Regions from separate parts of the Mus musculus genome. Here region 1 is linked to region 2. Evidence: chromatin contacts called from public Micro-C data. All regions are on one chromosome and are shown on one strand. The core of a region is the stretch at or near the end of the contact, and the rest is flanking DNA. Distances in the headings are between cores, read along the strand shown.

Evidence for each region. Hi-C and Micro-C count contacts between places; a contact is called where the count stands out from the background.
Region 1: a contact with region 2 is called in a Micro-C map of the HL-1 cell line, with 2.9 times the contacts expected there. A contact is called at or near these places in 25 of 484 Hi-C or Micro-C datasets (the AML12 cell line, the HL-1 cell line, cardiomyocytes and 9 more), 7 of 130 datasets of targeted methods (cardiomyocytes, embryonic stem cells, heart atrium and 1 more) and 2 of 9 other capture datasets (embryonic stem cells and pancreatic islet).

Annotation. Positions count from the first base shown.
Region 1 is chr19:24,342,357-24,346,689 of GRCm38.p6, forward strand. It overlaps Pip5k1b (phosphatidylinositol-4-phosphate 5-kinase, type 1 beta), which reads right to left. Exons shown (of 15, transcript NM_008846.3): 13 at 3,881-4,025. Among named protein-coding and RNA genes, the nearest start is that of Fxn, 64 kb to the left of the region's middle.
Region 2 is chr19:24,299,924-24,303,727 of GRCm38.p6, forward strand. All of the region lies in intron 14 of Pip5k1b (phosphatidylinositol-4-phosphate 5-kinase, type 1 beta), which reads right to left. Among named protein-coding and RNA genes, the nearest start is that of Fxn, 21 kb to the left of the region's middle.

The sequences.
Region 1 (4,333 bases), core at 90-2,589, 42 kb after region 2:
TATGATTTGTTTGTGAGGCAGGTTGCTGATGGAGTGTCTTTGTATTCCTGTGAGCCATACGCTCTAACCTAAGATCTTATAGTAGAGCCTTTAAGTATGGACTTCTGGAGCTGGGGAGGCTGCCCAGTTGGTAAAGTGCTTGCCAAGCAAGCAGCACAAGGACCCAAGTTCAGATTTCTAGCACCAGGGAGACAAAGGCAGGCAGATTCCTGACTTTTCGAAAGACAGATGTGTACATACATATGTACATACCTTCCACCCAACAGAGAGAGAGAGAGAGAGAGACAGAGACAGAGAGAGAGACAGAGAGAGAGACAGAAACAGAAAGAAACAGAGAGAGAGAGAACATACTCTCAATCAGCAGTTAAAAATATACTTTTAAGGCATCATAACTTTTCTCTTTGCTCCCTAGTCAATTTTGAGAGTATACTTAACAAACCAGATTCAAAGAAACCAGTGGAACTTTAAAAGTCACAAAGAAAGATAGTCTAAAAAGAATTCTAGAGACAGCCATTTCCTACTGCAATACATAATTTAGGTGTGGACTTCTCTGGATGCCGTTCAATGCCTCAACGTTAAGGGCTCTAAAGACACAGAGGACGACAGCAGATACTTGAAGTATTTATAGCTTATATGAGCACAGATAAGGATAACGTGTTTAAATGAGAAAGCAGGCCACTTGGAACAGAAATATGACTCACAGAGAAACAGAAAAATCTCAGCTGTAAATTGCAATGTCAATATTTGATGTACTTTCCCGTTCCTTGTTTGATGCATTTTCTCCCCAGGCTGTCTGTATTTGGTTTTAAAACTTAGTTAAGCCAGATGAGACACTTACAATCATGTCAATTCTGATTTCAAGAAATACCATGTACTGTACTAAAGAAATAAGACAACCATGATAAGGACAGTTTGCCGATTAGCTTTCCCTGCTAAATAAGCAGGGCTGAGCTCGGTGGGCTAAGCATTCAGGGGTGTTCACTCCCAGGGCTCCTCGGGCTATATTTCTCTTCAGGGTTTTTTAGCATCCCTGAGTCTCTGATCCTCATGATTTCCCTAAGGAGAAGGTAACTGTGGTAGATCTTCCAGCTTTTTGTACACAAGAAGGCTAACAGCAGAAACGCCTGTGGGGAGAGCAGGCAGGAGACAGGCAAGAGGATGAAGAAGAAAGGGTGGCACCCAGAGGGTCCTCAGGTCTCCTCATCAGCTGAGAAGTGTCAGGAAAAGTGAAACTGCCTGAGCTTGCTAGCTGGCTTCTTGTAAGGGCGTCCTGGGATCTCAGAAATGCTTTCTCAGTTGTCTCTGGGAGAGGTTGAGCACCACCCAGCTGCAGGAGGGTGGGCTCAGTGGAGTGACCATGACTGATCAATGCCTCTGGGCCTCCCTTCCCTCACACACTGCAAACACCCAGCTCCTCCCTTCTGCTTCCGATGGAGTCCATGTTTAGTTCTTGCAACTGAACCCTGACTGATAGCTAAGTATGAGATCCCAAATACCACAGTAGAATGCCAGAGAAAACTGCTTAAAGCAACGGAGCACCAAAGAGAGGGGAAAGACTCTTGGAGTATTATAGACAGAAGGCTCACTGGTCCATTTCCCACATGCACATCTGGAGGTGAGCTAGCATCAGCAGGAGAGAAGATGTGCATAATTAGAGCACAGTGCCCAGAGTGCACAGCTGGGTGGGCGGGCATGGAGAGGTAGCTAGACTCTATCTGGCCACAGGACTGGCTTCAGGGGGAGGCCAGAGCCCGAAGAATCCCTGCGAATGCTCAGGAGTTTAATAGCTCTTACCAAGAGATAGAGCACTTAAGAACCCTTCTGATATCAACAAACCACTTACCCACCCACCATCACCACCACCACCAAGAACCACAACCATTACAAAACCCCAACCCCAAATACCATTCCCTTAGTGCTGGAAATTTCAGGAAATGATTCAAGAGGGCATTGAATGATACGCTCCTGATAATGACCATAGTAGCAAACTATAAAGAAGTACCATTGTTATGAGAACTGTTCTTAACGTTGCTGAAGCCTTGCTGTGACTTTTCTGCTACCCTCCAAGTGTCACTTACACTCATGGGGTACAGCCCCCTGCATCTGCTGCACCATACATCGAGGGGCTTGACTGAGAAGCCAGATTTAAACATTCATAGCCCGCATTCATATTAAGCTATTATATGTCACATTGAATGTCTTCAAACCTAGAAAGCTGGGCGAGTCAAATGTCCTTTATGTACTTTAAGTGACTTAAGTCATCTACAGAGGAAGGAAGCTTTCTGGTGGTTCTGCAGGTGAAGCGATCCAAACCAACCCCCGCTGTCTCACACTTGTCCGCTTCTCCAGAGCCAGTGCTGCCCCATCTGCTACCCAACAGTCTGGACTCTTCTATGCAGCCAAGAGGAAGGCAGAGCAACAAGATACAACCACCAAACGTTAGCTCGCCAAAGACCATGCTGAACTCTGGACTCACAGATGTGGCAGCTCTGAAAGCCATGGATACATTCTTTTTACCTTAGTCATTAAGGTCTCACGTACAAAACAATGCACGAAGTGTCTTTGTAGCTACATGAGTAATATGTATTTAGAGAGGTTATTTTAATGAATCTGCTCGTGGGATCTGTAGCAGAGTCACAGAGTGCTTGCTGAGCGCTGCTGAGGCCCTGAGTTCAATCCATAGCAATATTAGCAAATAAATAAATAAATAAATAAATAAATAAATAAATAAAATATATGTATATATATATATATATATATATATATATATATATATATATATATATATTCGAGAGTACTGATGAGTATGATGAATGAACGACACATACCATGAATGTAAATTTAAGGCTGGCTTGTGCTACATTGAGCCCTTGTCTCAAAAACAGGAGGCAGAGGTGGGTAAAAAGCTATGAACATGGCTCACTGGATAGAAAGCATTTGCTACTCAAGCAAATGTGAGGACCTGAGTTTGACTCCCCAGAGCACGTAAAAGGTGACACAAAGCAAGTACATCTCTACTTCCACAATCTTGGAGGCAGACAGGAGACTCTTGGCAGCTCCTGGGCCAATGAACTTCGCTTATGAGGCAGGAAAACAGAGACACTGTCACAAAAAAGGCGGAAGATGACAACTGGCGCACATGAGGTCGTCCTTTGAATTCCACATGTGCACGGCACATGCATACCAAGTTCACACTTGTGAATGGCCACATACGTATGCACAAATGCGCACACAGACACACACACCTCACTAAAAAATGATGAAAATTTTGTCTTTTTGCATGGAGTCAAGTGTATAACTGTTTATCACTTATTTTTACAAAAATGTAATGATTAGCGGCAAAGGGAAAAAGAAGTGTTTTTCTTTAAATGTGTTTTTGCAACAGCAAAAACAAAGCACATGAGGCAGGGACAGGCACATCTGGTTGCTAGGGATACCATCTCTAAGGCACATGAGGCAGGGACAGGCACATCTGGTTGCTAGGGACACCATCTCTAAGGCACATGAGGCAGGGACAGGCACATCTGGTTGCTAGGGACACCATCTCTAAGGCACATGAGGCAGGGACAGGCACATCTGGTTGCTAGGGACACCATCTCTAAGGCACATGAGGCAGGGACAGGCACATCTGGTTGCTAGGGACACCATCTCTAAGGCACATGAGGCAGGGACAGGCACATCTGGTTGCTAGGGACACCATCTCTAAGGCACATGAGGCAGGGACAGGCACATCTGGTTGCTAGGGACACCATCTCTAAGGCACATGAGGCAGGGACAGGCGCATCTGGTTGCTAGGGACACCATCTCTAAGGTACTGCTTTAGCCCCTAGGTTGTCCGAGTAACAGCTTGATGGACAAAGCTGACGGTGCTGAATGTTACCTGTTTGAGTAAAGGGTAGTCCTGTCATGTGGATAGTGTTCGCCGACATATAAGGAAGAAGATGATATTGTGGTCGCTAAGGAAGCAGCTTCAAATAATGATGGAGTGCTGGGTACCAGGTCGGGCCTGTGTCGGGATCCCAGGGCTGGAGGAGTAAAGGCAAAGATGCACTCGTGAATTTCAGTAGCACAAGCCCCTTTAGGTCTGCAGTAACTTAAATGAGTCAAAAACGTTCATCTCATGTCTCAGGCTGCAAATGAAATGATGAATTAACCGAGCTCTTCTGAACTACAACAGAAATGTAAAAATAGCTGCTTGCAAACAGGTTAGACAGAAAGGAAATGACATTAATTTCCAAAATGGCTTATGGAAATGACATTAGGGATGCTCTTTTAAAAACCTAATAAAGTGATTTACTCTTTCAAAACGATGGCATAAAAACTCCTAGAAGCT
Region 2 (3,804 bases), core at 143-2,642:
GTTGTGAGCCACCATGTGGTTGCTGGGATTTGAACTCTGGACCTTCGGAAGAGCAGTCGGGTGCTCTAACCCACTGAGCCATCTCACCAGCCCGAGCAATGGTTCTTAATCAGCGGGTTGTGACCCTTTGGGTGGGGGTGGGGCACAAATGACCCTTTCACAGGTGTTGCCTAAGACCATCAAAAAAAAACCCACAGATGTTTACATTATAATTCATAACAGTAGCAAAATTACAGTTATGAAGTAGCAATGAAAATAATTTTATTTGTTGGGACATCACCACAATATGAATTGTATTAAAGGGTCATGGTATTAGGAAGGTTGAGAACTACTGTTCTAGACACAGGGAGTTTGGACCACACAGACACACACAGAGTAGACATTGTGTAGACCCAGGGAGTAGACAGTTATCTGTAAGCCAAGTAGAGAGGCCTACACAGATTCTCTGGAAATGGAGCTAGGGACCCCACTGACACCTGACTGTGAACTAACTCCCAGTCTATAGAGACACGAAAGAAGACCTTCCTACACTCTAAAGTGACTTATCCTAGTGCTTGGCTGTGACAGCTCTAGCAAAAAGAAACAGTGGCCAGGAGCCCCACGGATTTAAAGAATACTCTTGTCTTTAAATTATCCATATTTTCATTTTATTATATTTAATCCTACTCCCCTAAGCAGGATAGGTCACAGACAGCATAAGGGAGGCCTGGAGCACTGGGTGTTTGTTGCTACTATGTTACACTTGCTGACGCTTCTCGGCCTTTTGGCTAAGATCAAGTGTTACCCTTGCTGTCTCAACTGCAGAAGTGGCATTTTCTATGCTGGATTAAAGGGTCAAGAGGAGGCTTTCCCAGAGACTAAAGTGGGTGAGAAGCGCATGCTGGAGTCTGAGAGATGAGCCTCTCTCCTCTCTGTTTTGCACGATTCTAACTGCAGCCTCCAGGCCAACCTGAGACGGCAGATGCTAGGCCTGTGGTATGAGATGCCTTTGATGCCCAAAGACTCTGCTACCTGATGAGCTGAGATGCATTATGCTGGAAGAATGTGGTCAAGTGCACCAAGAGGAAACAGGTTATTGAGCCCCATACTCACTCTTCATTAGGTTTCAATAGAGCCTTCAGTCACTCCCCCAGACCCATGGGCAGAGCTGCCTTTTCACCAGTAGGTGGCAGCAGAGGGTTTGTGGAAAGGAGGGACACCGATCAGTGAGTTTGTGGCTGTCAATCATAGGGGCTTGCTTTCAGAATCAGAGGAAAAGTGATTCCGACTACCAGTAAACATATGAAGCCCAGAGAGGTTGCAAGCACAGGTAGCGATCTGTCCTCACATCCGCTCTGGGAGCAAGGCACTGTGGGTATGTTGTGTTCAGACCCAGGGCCTCTAGGAGGTGACACATTTCTGTTGCTTAAGCCACACAGTTTGTGATAATTTCTTACAGCAGGAGAGTAATACAGGCCAACAAACAAAGGAAAGCCAGGCCTTCAGGCTCCTCCCCTGGACCCCTTCTCATGTACTGTCAGACTTGGTCAGCTTTGTTTATATTTTTAAATTTTATTTTATTATTTTATATGCATACGTATTTGTCTGCATGTGTATCTGTGCATGTTTGGTGCCTGGAGAGGCCAGAAGAGGGCACTAGATCCCCTAGACCTGGAGTAACCTAGACCTGGGAATCCAGCTCCCTCGGGAGAGGCAGTGGGAATGCCAGAGTTTCCAATCAACACCCCCTGGGGCAGCCGGTACTGGCTTAAGCAGGTAAAGATTAGAGACCCTTACTGATGCGGTGTGGCCGGGGAGGCATCATTCACCTCCAAGCCTAAGGATTCAAGTTCAGAAACTCAGCTTCTTTTTGCCAAAGCCCCTGCTTTGAGTTTTCTAAGACCCCTGTGACCTAATTTGTTGAGCGTTTGTCTTGGTATTTTCTCAGGCTTTCCTCCCACACCATGGCGTGGCAGCTGTTTATTCAACCACGCTCACTTCTTTGCCACCCTTCTTCCCATGATCAAAGGGTAGCATTAACAACCCCAAACACACCGAATAATCAAGCTGTCCAAGGGCTGACAGTAGGTCAGCACACTAATCTCCAATACTAGTATGGCAGAGAATTGGGGGTGGGGTGGGGTTTAACTGTTTCTTTTCCTTACATGCAGTTATTTTTGCACTTCAAACAGCCATTTTGCAGAAGCACTTTCACAGATAAAGGGCGTGTTATTGAGAGGATGCTAATGTGGCCAGTGTAAAGGCAATGGGATTGAGTAACAGAAGGAGAGAAGTCGCTGTTGGGTGGCAGCCATCCTTTAGATTTCTCTGTTAATAAGAATGCAATTCCTTCACCTCTCACTGACAACCCGTTCCCTGGGAGCCACGAAAGGGCACTCTCTCCCACTCCATTTCCCAGTGGGAATGGCTTTTTGTTGGTTCCCCTCCCCAGGCAGGCTGCCTTAGCATCCCAGGGTGACAGGCAGCATCGGGGGCTGATATCCACGCGACCATCCCGCTAGGAGAACGGCAGAAGCTCGCATTTCCCATCAGTGCGGCCCACTCAGTTCTGTTGTTTGCTTTTCAATACCCCAATCTGTGGCTCATCAGCTCAGCATTCAACAGGAAACATCTTTGGTCACACTGGATAAAGCCATCTTAAAAAACCATCTCCCTTGGATTTGAATATTTGCAAATGAGCCAGGAAGCCGAGGGGTGTACAGTGTGAAGGTGAAGGACCTCTGGAAAGCAGTGTTGGGCGAAACATTGGTAGGACCTGAATTAAATGCCTGAATACTGAATGATGAAACTGTTATCTCTCCTCAGAGGTCAACCATCCTTTTAAATTCCAGTTCAAGTTACAGAGAAAAGTCACAAGGCCTCTGTAAGCCCAAAGGCACAACTTTGGGTGGATCCCTAAAAGGAAATCTCAGGTTACCCAATACACACAAATCAATGTGGTGTAAGTCTGCATATTTCACAGGGATATAAATTAAATACTTAGTTTGGATCAGTTGACCACAAAGTGGGTTAGGATATCACTACTAAGAAGGAAACATCGAATCTTCAAGGGAAAAGCCTCACAAGAGACCTCACACTACACTGGGTGACGTCACCAAAGAGAATGTCATCCCAGAAGCCTTCAGGGCCGTTCAATTAAAGATGGCTGGGATAGAAATGGTTGGGATCCAGAGCTTTCGAATTAGGTCAAAAAGAAAGGAGAGAGAAGTTGCGCAGGCCAGACTGGATTTTCTTTATCATTCTTCCATAATGTAGAGGCAAATGAAGTCACTGATGGGTAGGCAAGAAGCTGAGTCTTCCCAGTTGTAGGACAACATTAAAAAATAATAAAATATCTCCAGCAAGAAAGCACACCCCAGAACTACAAATTAATGGTGTCTAATGTTCTAGACGTATTGCCTTAAAGTTTAAGTGAACCGTAATGCTGTGTGTGTGTGTGTGGGGGGGGGGCGGTTAGAGAAACTGCAGAGTTTGGGGAATGACTGTCCCTTCTTTGGAGAGCCAACCGTGTGCGACTGACTCCCTCTGATTCAGGATGAATGAGCCTGTTTGAGCTGCACAGGGCCATCAAGAGCATTCACTAATCCATTTAATAGATAAGAAGACTGAAGCCCAAGGAGACACCAGGAGCCGGCTCCTCTGATCGACAACTCATCGGGCTTTGCAAGAGGGGAAGAGGGTATCTTCAAAGCCTAGACAAGCTTGTAGGGACCACTAGCAGGATCCTGGGTTGCTGGGAATCCAGCTCTATCCGGAGTGGCAGTGGGAATGCCTCTGCTTCCAATCAACACCCATCTGGGGCAG